Linked DNA regions of Mus musculus: region 1 is linked to region 2. The links are chromatin contacts, called in public promoter capture Hi-C maps. All regions are on one chromosome and are shown on one strand. The core of a region is the stretch at or near the end of the contact, and the rest is flanking DNA. Distances in the headings are between cores, read along the strand shown.

Region 1 (3,862 bases), core at 111-2,610, 130 kb before region 2:
AAAGGGCCGTGAGAGAGAACACATGACACCGGATCCTTTTAAATTAATGGGGTTTTGACATCTTTGGGGCCCATTTTATAAAGAAATCCATTTTTTTTTCTGACTTCTCATCATTCACATTTTGTCAGGCACACTTTTAAGCATCTCAGTGATGTCAGAAAGAAGTCCTGCTTGCTTACAAATAGATTTCAGTGGTTTAGAGCCTGAATCATGTCCTGTTGCTAGAAACGTAGGCAAGCTTTGCTCTCCGTTCATTGGGAGACTTTTCTGATTAGGACGGTGTCCAAGTAACATATGCTCTTCTCCCATGGAGGCCATCACAGTTTGCAGTTCCCACTGAAAGGAGAAGGTCTTAGCAGAGGGCTAGTCTAGACACAGGCATGAGTTATAGTCAAACAGGTGTTTACATAGATCCAGCTCTGTATACACGTCTGATTGTGCTTGATTCGCTTCTTCCTAACACCAATCAGCAAGGAAAGAGATTTAAATACAGATAGGAATTTTATAAGGTTCAGGTCAACCTTAGCAAGGAAACATTTTAGAGAATAGATGCTGTAAGCTTTGCAAAGGAAAAGGCGCTTGAGCACACACGTAATGTGTTTAAAGGACTCTGCGTCCCTGGACTCTGTCTCTCAGACTCTGGGACTGCACTGTGGTGTATGAGACACACATGAGCAGCTACAGAAAGAGAGAGGCCCCGTGCCCCTCCCTTGCTTTGTAGGTACTGCTGAGTCCACCCACGTGCCACCGTAGCAAGCAGCCTCAGGACTGGAAGGCAAGACAGAAGGCAATGCCTGGGTGCTAGACAGCGAGCTGAGAGCATGCAGCTGGACAGCAGGTGTGAACTGACAGCCACCTAGAGGGTTTCAATTCGGACAGCTGAGGTTCTGATGACAGAACTCCGGTTTTGGGTTTTTTGGTGTTTTTTGTTTGTTTGTTTGTTTGTTTTTGGTTTTTTGGTTTTTGGGTTTTTTTTTTTTTTCCTAAGGAAAGCTGCTGGTGACGTTTGTAATGACTCTATTTAAGGACAGGAAGTTTGGGCAGGTTTGATGACAGATAAGAGCCAATGCTCAGAGTCAGAACTTAGGGAACTGGCGACAGCCATTTCCACAATTGTCCCTGGGGACTCCCCGGTGACCTGTGCGACCTCTCCTGGGCCCTGCCCTGCCTAAGGGGACTCAAGCATTTTCTTTGCAAGGAAGTTAGACTTTATCTAAGGGAGACTTATTTTGAAGAATTTTCCTTGGTTGTCCTTTGAAATGTCATTTCCTGCTTCTGCAAACGAGGAAGTGGGTGGAAGGAGGTTAGAGTCTCATCCACTTAGAGCCTAATTTACTGTGGCTTCCTGCTGTCAGCACTCACCACCAGGTTACCCATTCCTTCCTCCACCCAACACGGCTAGCATCTGTAAACCAAGAGAGGTAGCTGGCAATGAATCCGTGAGAAACAGGGAGGGGGTATGTGGAGAATACCACTCCCTTCAAGTCCACTCCCTCCGAGTCATGACATGTGTACAAGAAAGGTCTTATCCCATGATTTCCATCCTTTCTGTCAGGATCAGAAATGGAAAGGAAAGCATGGGACCCTTTGTTAACAATTATTAAGAACCCCAGGACAGCAGCTCCACATTAGTAATCCAGGCCCAGTGCCCCCTCAGTGGTACAGGTTACAGGTCTCACATCCTAGAAGCCAGGCCTGACTTGATCTTTTCTTTGATTTACTCTAAAACCAGTGCTGACCTAGTCTTTATGAGTATTACTGCAACATCTGTCAGATATTAAATTAGGATGTGTCTTCCTGTCTTCTGATTTCTCTCAATCCCTAAATGTGTCGTTTCCACCCTCCTTTCTATTTTCTTCTGCTTCATTTTCTCTTTTTCTGGGTGTACGTGGCACAGTCATGTGTACACATGAGTGCATACATGCTTTCTTGCATGTATGCATTCAGAGACCAGAGATCAAGGTCAGATGTTCTCCTCTGTCATTTTCTACTTTATTATTTTAGATTGAGTGTCCCCCTGAACCTGGAGTTCACTATTTGTCTAGACTGGCTGTCCAGAGATCTCACAGGATCCTTCTGGCTCCATCTACCAGAGCTGGAGCTACACCCAGTTTTCTATGAAGGTTACAGAGATTCGAACTCAGGTCTTTGTGCTTATACAGCAAGTACCTTCCCCACAGAGCTGATTCCCAGAGAGTACTTTACAGACTAATTTCTGCCATTTTTCCCCTTCAACTCATCACCATGGCATCTGTTTCCCTCAAAATTCTGGGACAGTACTGAGCTCAAAGATGCTTGATGGGAAAGTATGGCTGATTACAAGCGAAGAGCCAAAGTCATTGTCATCTGTTTTGCGTGGTGGGATCAGAGGCAGATGAGAGCATGGTAGAAGTGCATGTGTGGCAAGGAGACATGAGTGGGTACCTGACTTCTTTCTCAAATGAGCAGCGCAGTGCGCAGGTTCAGCTAGAAAAACAACGAGAAGAGAGGTAGGCTATCCTTTTTCCAACTGGCATAGAAATTCCTGGTATCAATGAGTACAAGTGGCTTTACTAAACTGACTCAGAGAACATTAAGTAGTAAGTTACTGCCATTTGTAGAGAATCTCAGTTAGGTTGTTCACAGGCATCGGTAGTGGATTCCTCTAGTCTTAATCAAGATGTTCACTGTCACCGGTCGTAGATTCCTCTGGTCTTAGTCAAGGTTACCATTGATGAGATAAAGTGTCATGGCCAACAGCAAGTTGGGGAGGTAAGTATTTATTTGGCTTACAGTTCCTCATCATGGCCTATCAGCTTTGGGTGTTACTGGATATCAGTCGAGGATTCCACCTTTCCCCCTGGCACTCCATCCTTGCAAAGCACTTAGAAGTCTTTAGTTCTTTCGTTCATTGCTCTTTCCATATCAGATCAACAACACAAGACATGGCCACTATCTTAGTTGGAGGTGTGATGGACAGTTTCAGAGAACATTAGCATCCTATCACAGTTATTTGCAGCCTTTGTGTGCCTGCTCTAGGGCCTTTCCTAAGCCACAAGAGATTCCCCAGACTAAACTCAAGATCACCTGGAAACTTGTGGGTAAAGGGGAGCTAGTGTGGACCTTGATAATGACAGATGAGAGTCTGCAGACAAGTTGTCCACAACCCCAGATTTGAAGGCACAAATCTGAGATGCATTAGTTATGGGTCACTTGTGGGCCAGCCAGCTCACTGACAGTCTTCCTATGCCTTTTCTTGTTTCCCTCTTCATGACTGCTTCTTGGTGGTCACTTAGGTTCAGTTGTAAGGTCAGACAATTAATTAAGAGATATTCATAAAATGAATTAGATGTGGTGTGTGTGTGTGTGTGTGTGTGTGTGTGTGTGTGTGTGTGTGTTCTCGGGGAGGCTGAGAACCTGCAGGATAGACAAAAGAAGGACATTACTGGGAAGGGGAAACTTGAGCAAAGACAGGGAGGGGTGAAATGAGTCAGGCCTTGGGAAGAGCTGCAGGTATACACGACTCTGTAGAAGAGAGAAGAGACTGTTCCATTCATGTACCATGAATAGGACTTTAGACTGCTCTGGTGAGGAGCTAATGAGAGGAGAAAACTGCTCCGTGACTGTGGAGAATGTGCTGAGATGTGCCTTTGCTCTTGGGGTGTTTCAGACTCATAAGGAGGGTCTCCGTGTCCTGCTATTTGTTTCTCATTCAAGATCACACCAGCCCTTTGAAATATTCACACTAACACAAGCACCTGCACACACTGGTTTGGCCTTTAAAGTGGGCGGTGCAGGCTGCAGGAAAGTTATTGCAACATCGGACTTGAGCTGACTTGAGCTCTCTACACGCTCATTGGCCACTTGGTGCTTTGTACATGGA
Region 2 (3,681 bases), core at 541-3,040:
GGCGCACGCCTTTAATCCTAGCACCTGGGAGGTAGAGGCAGGCAGATTTCTGAGTTCGAGGCCACCCTGGTCTACAGAGTGAGTTCCAGGACAGCCAGAGGAAATGCATTTCCCTTAGAAACAGTAGCACACACTCCATATCTAGATATAGACTCTGACAGATGCGTGTGTCATTTCCATTTTATTAACAGAAACTGCCGAGCAAGTTTAAGAAGTTCTATGCGGAGTTTGAGAGCTTGATGGTAAGTGACAGTAGCTTCTTTTACTCTGCTCACTGTCCGCATTAATCCAATTTCTGATTAGCTCAAGTTCTCATTGCAGAAATTTTATCCGTCCTTGTATGACTTTAAGAAGTTTATGATCCCTTTTAGTGCTGCTAAAACAAGCATGTCTGACTAATGAATGGCCCCCTCAGGAACTAACTTAAAGAGGACTTATGTCCCACATAAGGTCAATTTGTGTAAGTTAGCAAAGCAGTGTGATGGGGTCCCACCTAACACCGCTCAGGTGGCTATGGGTTGGAGCTATGTTTCTTGGCTTGCCAAAATTATGTCTCCCCGTTGTCTGGGAGGTGTTACCAGACAGGAAAGTGGTGACTGGGTCTTGCTGCCGGGCAAGGAACGGTTCAGGGGGCAAGTTAGGACTGGCTATGCCAGAGCATGGGGTAGGGAGCCGAGCTTTGGGAAGGAGGTGGGGCATCGTTGAGTCGGGGATCTGTCCAGGTTTGTTTTACACTGTTTTTTTTTGTATTCAGAGGGATGCCTCCCCTTGGCGCCTGTGGGTGCCTTCAAACCAGAACAGAAATAAACAGCACAGTATTGTCTCACAAGCATGTGAAGTTGTTTTTAAAACAAACCAAACCTGTTTAAATCTGCCTTTCTCCCAGAGTATCTCATCCCCAAAGACACACAGCTGTGGGATGCTTTGTGTGCTGCGGAGGTTAAAAAGGGGGCGTGGCATGTATCACTCGTCACTCAACACTTTTGTTTTCTCCCAAGGATCCTTCCAGAAACCACAGGGCATACAGGCTGACAGCAGCCAAGCTGGAGCCCCCTCTCATCCCTTTCATGCCCTTGCTTATTAAAGGTAATCCGAAGGCACAGCCAGGCCAGGTGGGAGGGGCCAGGCCAGGTGGGAGGGGCCAGGCCAGGCGGGAGGGGCACGCACCAGAAGGTTCTCTGTCTTTCCATCTCCCTGGGCTCCTGCTCTTGGGCCCCAGTCTCTTAAAGGAGTGGGAAGGTGGGAACACAGCGATATGAAAAGCCCATGATTTTGAAGCTTTTGGAGTGAAAAGGGTTTACGGGTAGAGATTTTACTAACCTCAGGTAAAGTGATTTGGAAAGTTAAACACCTAACATAAAAGAAACTATTATCAGCTTTTCCAACTACAATGTTATGCAAATCTACCTGCATATGCTAATGGTGCTATTGTACTTTCTTAGTGTGACATATTTCTGTTAGTGACTAGAATGTGGCTTTTATTTCTTTACAGATATGACATTTACTCATGAGGGGAACAAGACGTTCATTGACAATCTAGTAAACTTTGAAAAAATGGTACGTGCAGTATTATAACCTTAACTACAATGTTTTTTTTTCCTAAAATGAAATTTGCATTTGTACTAATAAGGCAAATAACTTCTGTGTATGCTGCCATGTTACAAAGGTAGTTACACAGAATGGAGTTTTGAAACATTTGGTTCAAATTGGCTCCGTCTTTTGCTGTCAGCTCTCTTTTGTGGAGCTGAATGGTATTTGTGCTGGGGCTCACAGCAGCAGTTGGCTTTTATGCCTTGTGTTTCTGTCCCTCCGCTGCCTGTTGTTAAAACGCACGAACGCTCAAGAGTGACTTCTGTGTTTCTCGTTGTTTTGTAAGGTTTGTGCAGCTAGCTAGACTGCCCCAGGATGCCTTTGAAATGTTTATCTGCCAGGGCCGACTGGAGTGCATGTAGGTAAAGAGGCAGCACTACAGCCGATCTTTATTGTAGGGTATTAATCTAAGAGTGTATTACTTAGTCTCATAAAGTTCACTCAAGTTCAGAGAGGGGACTTGGAGACTTGGAGATCACCATAACGACAACAATAACAATAACAACAATGAAATGCTGGGAACAAATGGGAAGCTGGCACTTTCATATTCCATATTTTCCAGCCCCTTCTCCTCTATCTACCCCACCCCCACCCAGAGAAGAGGGAGTCTGGCAAAGGTACTTCGAAATTTGTTTTCTTATCTCCTGTGAAGCAATAAAGCAGGCCCTGCCAAAGCCTTTCTTTAGCTACACAGTCCATGTCAATGGAATGCCACAGTTTCTCCAAATCCCTGGCCTGTGTGCATCCTGGAGACGGGGAATGGTAGAGCTTCAGTTCCCAGGATGTATACATTTGCCCAAAATTAGGTTTTACAGTGCAAGCGTGTCTCTGGCTTTGGAACTTAGGAGATCTTTAGGGTCAATACCCAGTTCCCTTTGTTCCTCATCTTCTGTGTGAATCTGTTTCCTCAACAAAAAATTGGGGGCTCATCCTGCTTTATTCGTCTCTAGGCAGATGGATGGTCCTGGTGCATGAGTCTTCTTGTAAGTCAGAAAGTACTAGAGAGTTCTTATCAGAGACCTGAAATTCTCGTTGTTGCTTGGAATCAAGCTAGTGTATACATCTGCAGAAGAATTTGAAACACCCTACTGTGCATGGGCTCCAAAGAATTTGAAACACCCTACTGTGCATTGGCTCAGGCTAAACCTCATTCTCTATGAGTTTACAATTAGGTGCACAGTGTTGGCTGGTTAGATCCTACTGTTTTAGACTGAGGAAACAGATATAAACACACACTCCTCAAAGACACTGCACCCATGGGTAAAAATGGTTTCTCAGTGGTTTCTCCCCCCTATACCAAAGGTAGGACATGAACATCCCTGCTATGGTGTCAGTTTGGTGATTTTTTTTTTAATGAAAAGAAATAATTCTTTGCTTACTTGTTAGCATAGAGAATTAAACATTCCCAAGCATTTTCAAGGAAGGGAGGGATTCTGAGCCACTTATGCAGACCTAGAGGCAGCCAAGCCAACCACTGAGCTATAAAATACTCAGACACAGAGATGTGGGACTTAGGATTCCTAGAGTAATAAGATGACTTTATGACCTGAGACTGCTCATATGAACTGTGTGGCCCCGAGCAAGCAAGCAAGGCAGTGCTCACCGTGCCGGCCATCGGATGAGGATTATCTCTGAGTTTCGGCTAAGGATTATCTCTGAGTTTCTAGAGCCATTTTCTCTCCACAGCCTGCAGAGGAAGTCAAGATGACCAGGAGGAGGCTCCTCATGTACCCCAGGATCACAGTAGTGAACTCCTTCCTGTTAGGCAGTCCGGGAGGAGGTCCTAACTGTTCTGCTTTCTGGGTGGCCACGTTTGTTTCGTAGCCACCGAATGGTTTAAGCTAGCATTGTAGCTGTGACACACAAGCCCTAGTCAGTTGGACATCATGATAATTGTTTAGAAACACAGAAAGTTTATTTCTTTTCACTTCAAAGTCTCAAGTGAATATGGTAGCTCCACTCTGAGGAACAGCAAAGGTCCCTGGCTTCGGCTCTCTTCCGATTTCACGCGGTCCATGATGGCCCACCGTCACATCTGCATCCTAGCCCTCATTTGGGGGATCAGTGCGTCTCACTAAAAATCAAGGGTTC

Evidence for each region. Capture Hi-C pulls out chosen DNA fragments and counts their contacts.
Region 1: a promoter capture Hi-C map of adipose tissue shows a contact between it and region 2. The contact joins two enhancer-like sites. A contact is called at or near these places in 6 of 39 promoter capture datasets (embryonic stem cells, liver, neutrophils and 2 more), 1 of 115 datasets of contacts at active chromatin or transcription factors (bone marrow-derived macrophages) and 1 of 9 other capture datasets (adipose tissue).

What each region holds. Positions count from the first base shown.
Region 1 is chr2:72,116,586-72,120,447 of GRCm38.p6, forward strand. The region is part of intron 4 of Rapgef4 (Rap guanine nucleotide exchange factor (GEF) 4); the gene reads left to right. Among named protein-coding and RNA genes, the nearest start is that of Gm29940, 64 kb to the left of the region's middle. Within about 2 kb of position 1,361, at least 82 of the 459 cell types and tissues checked have an H3K27ac peak or open chromatin away from gene starts, as enhancers often do. A contact at or near this core is called in adipose tissue, where this site is marked.
Region 2 is chr2:72,241,236-72,244,916 of GRCm38.p6, forward strand. It overlaps Rapgef4 (Rap guanine nucleotide exchange factor (GEF) 4), which reads left to right. Exons shown (of 31, transcript NM_001204165.1): 27 at 192-242; 28 at 999-1,086; 29 at 1,493-1,557. Among named protein-coding and RNA genes, the nearest start is that of Map3k20, 43 kb to the right of the region's middle. Within about 2 kb of position 1,791, at least 23 of the 459 cell types and tissues checked have an H3K27ac peak or open chromatin away from gene starts, as enhancers often do. A contact at or near this core is called in adipose tissue, where this site is marked.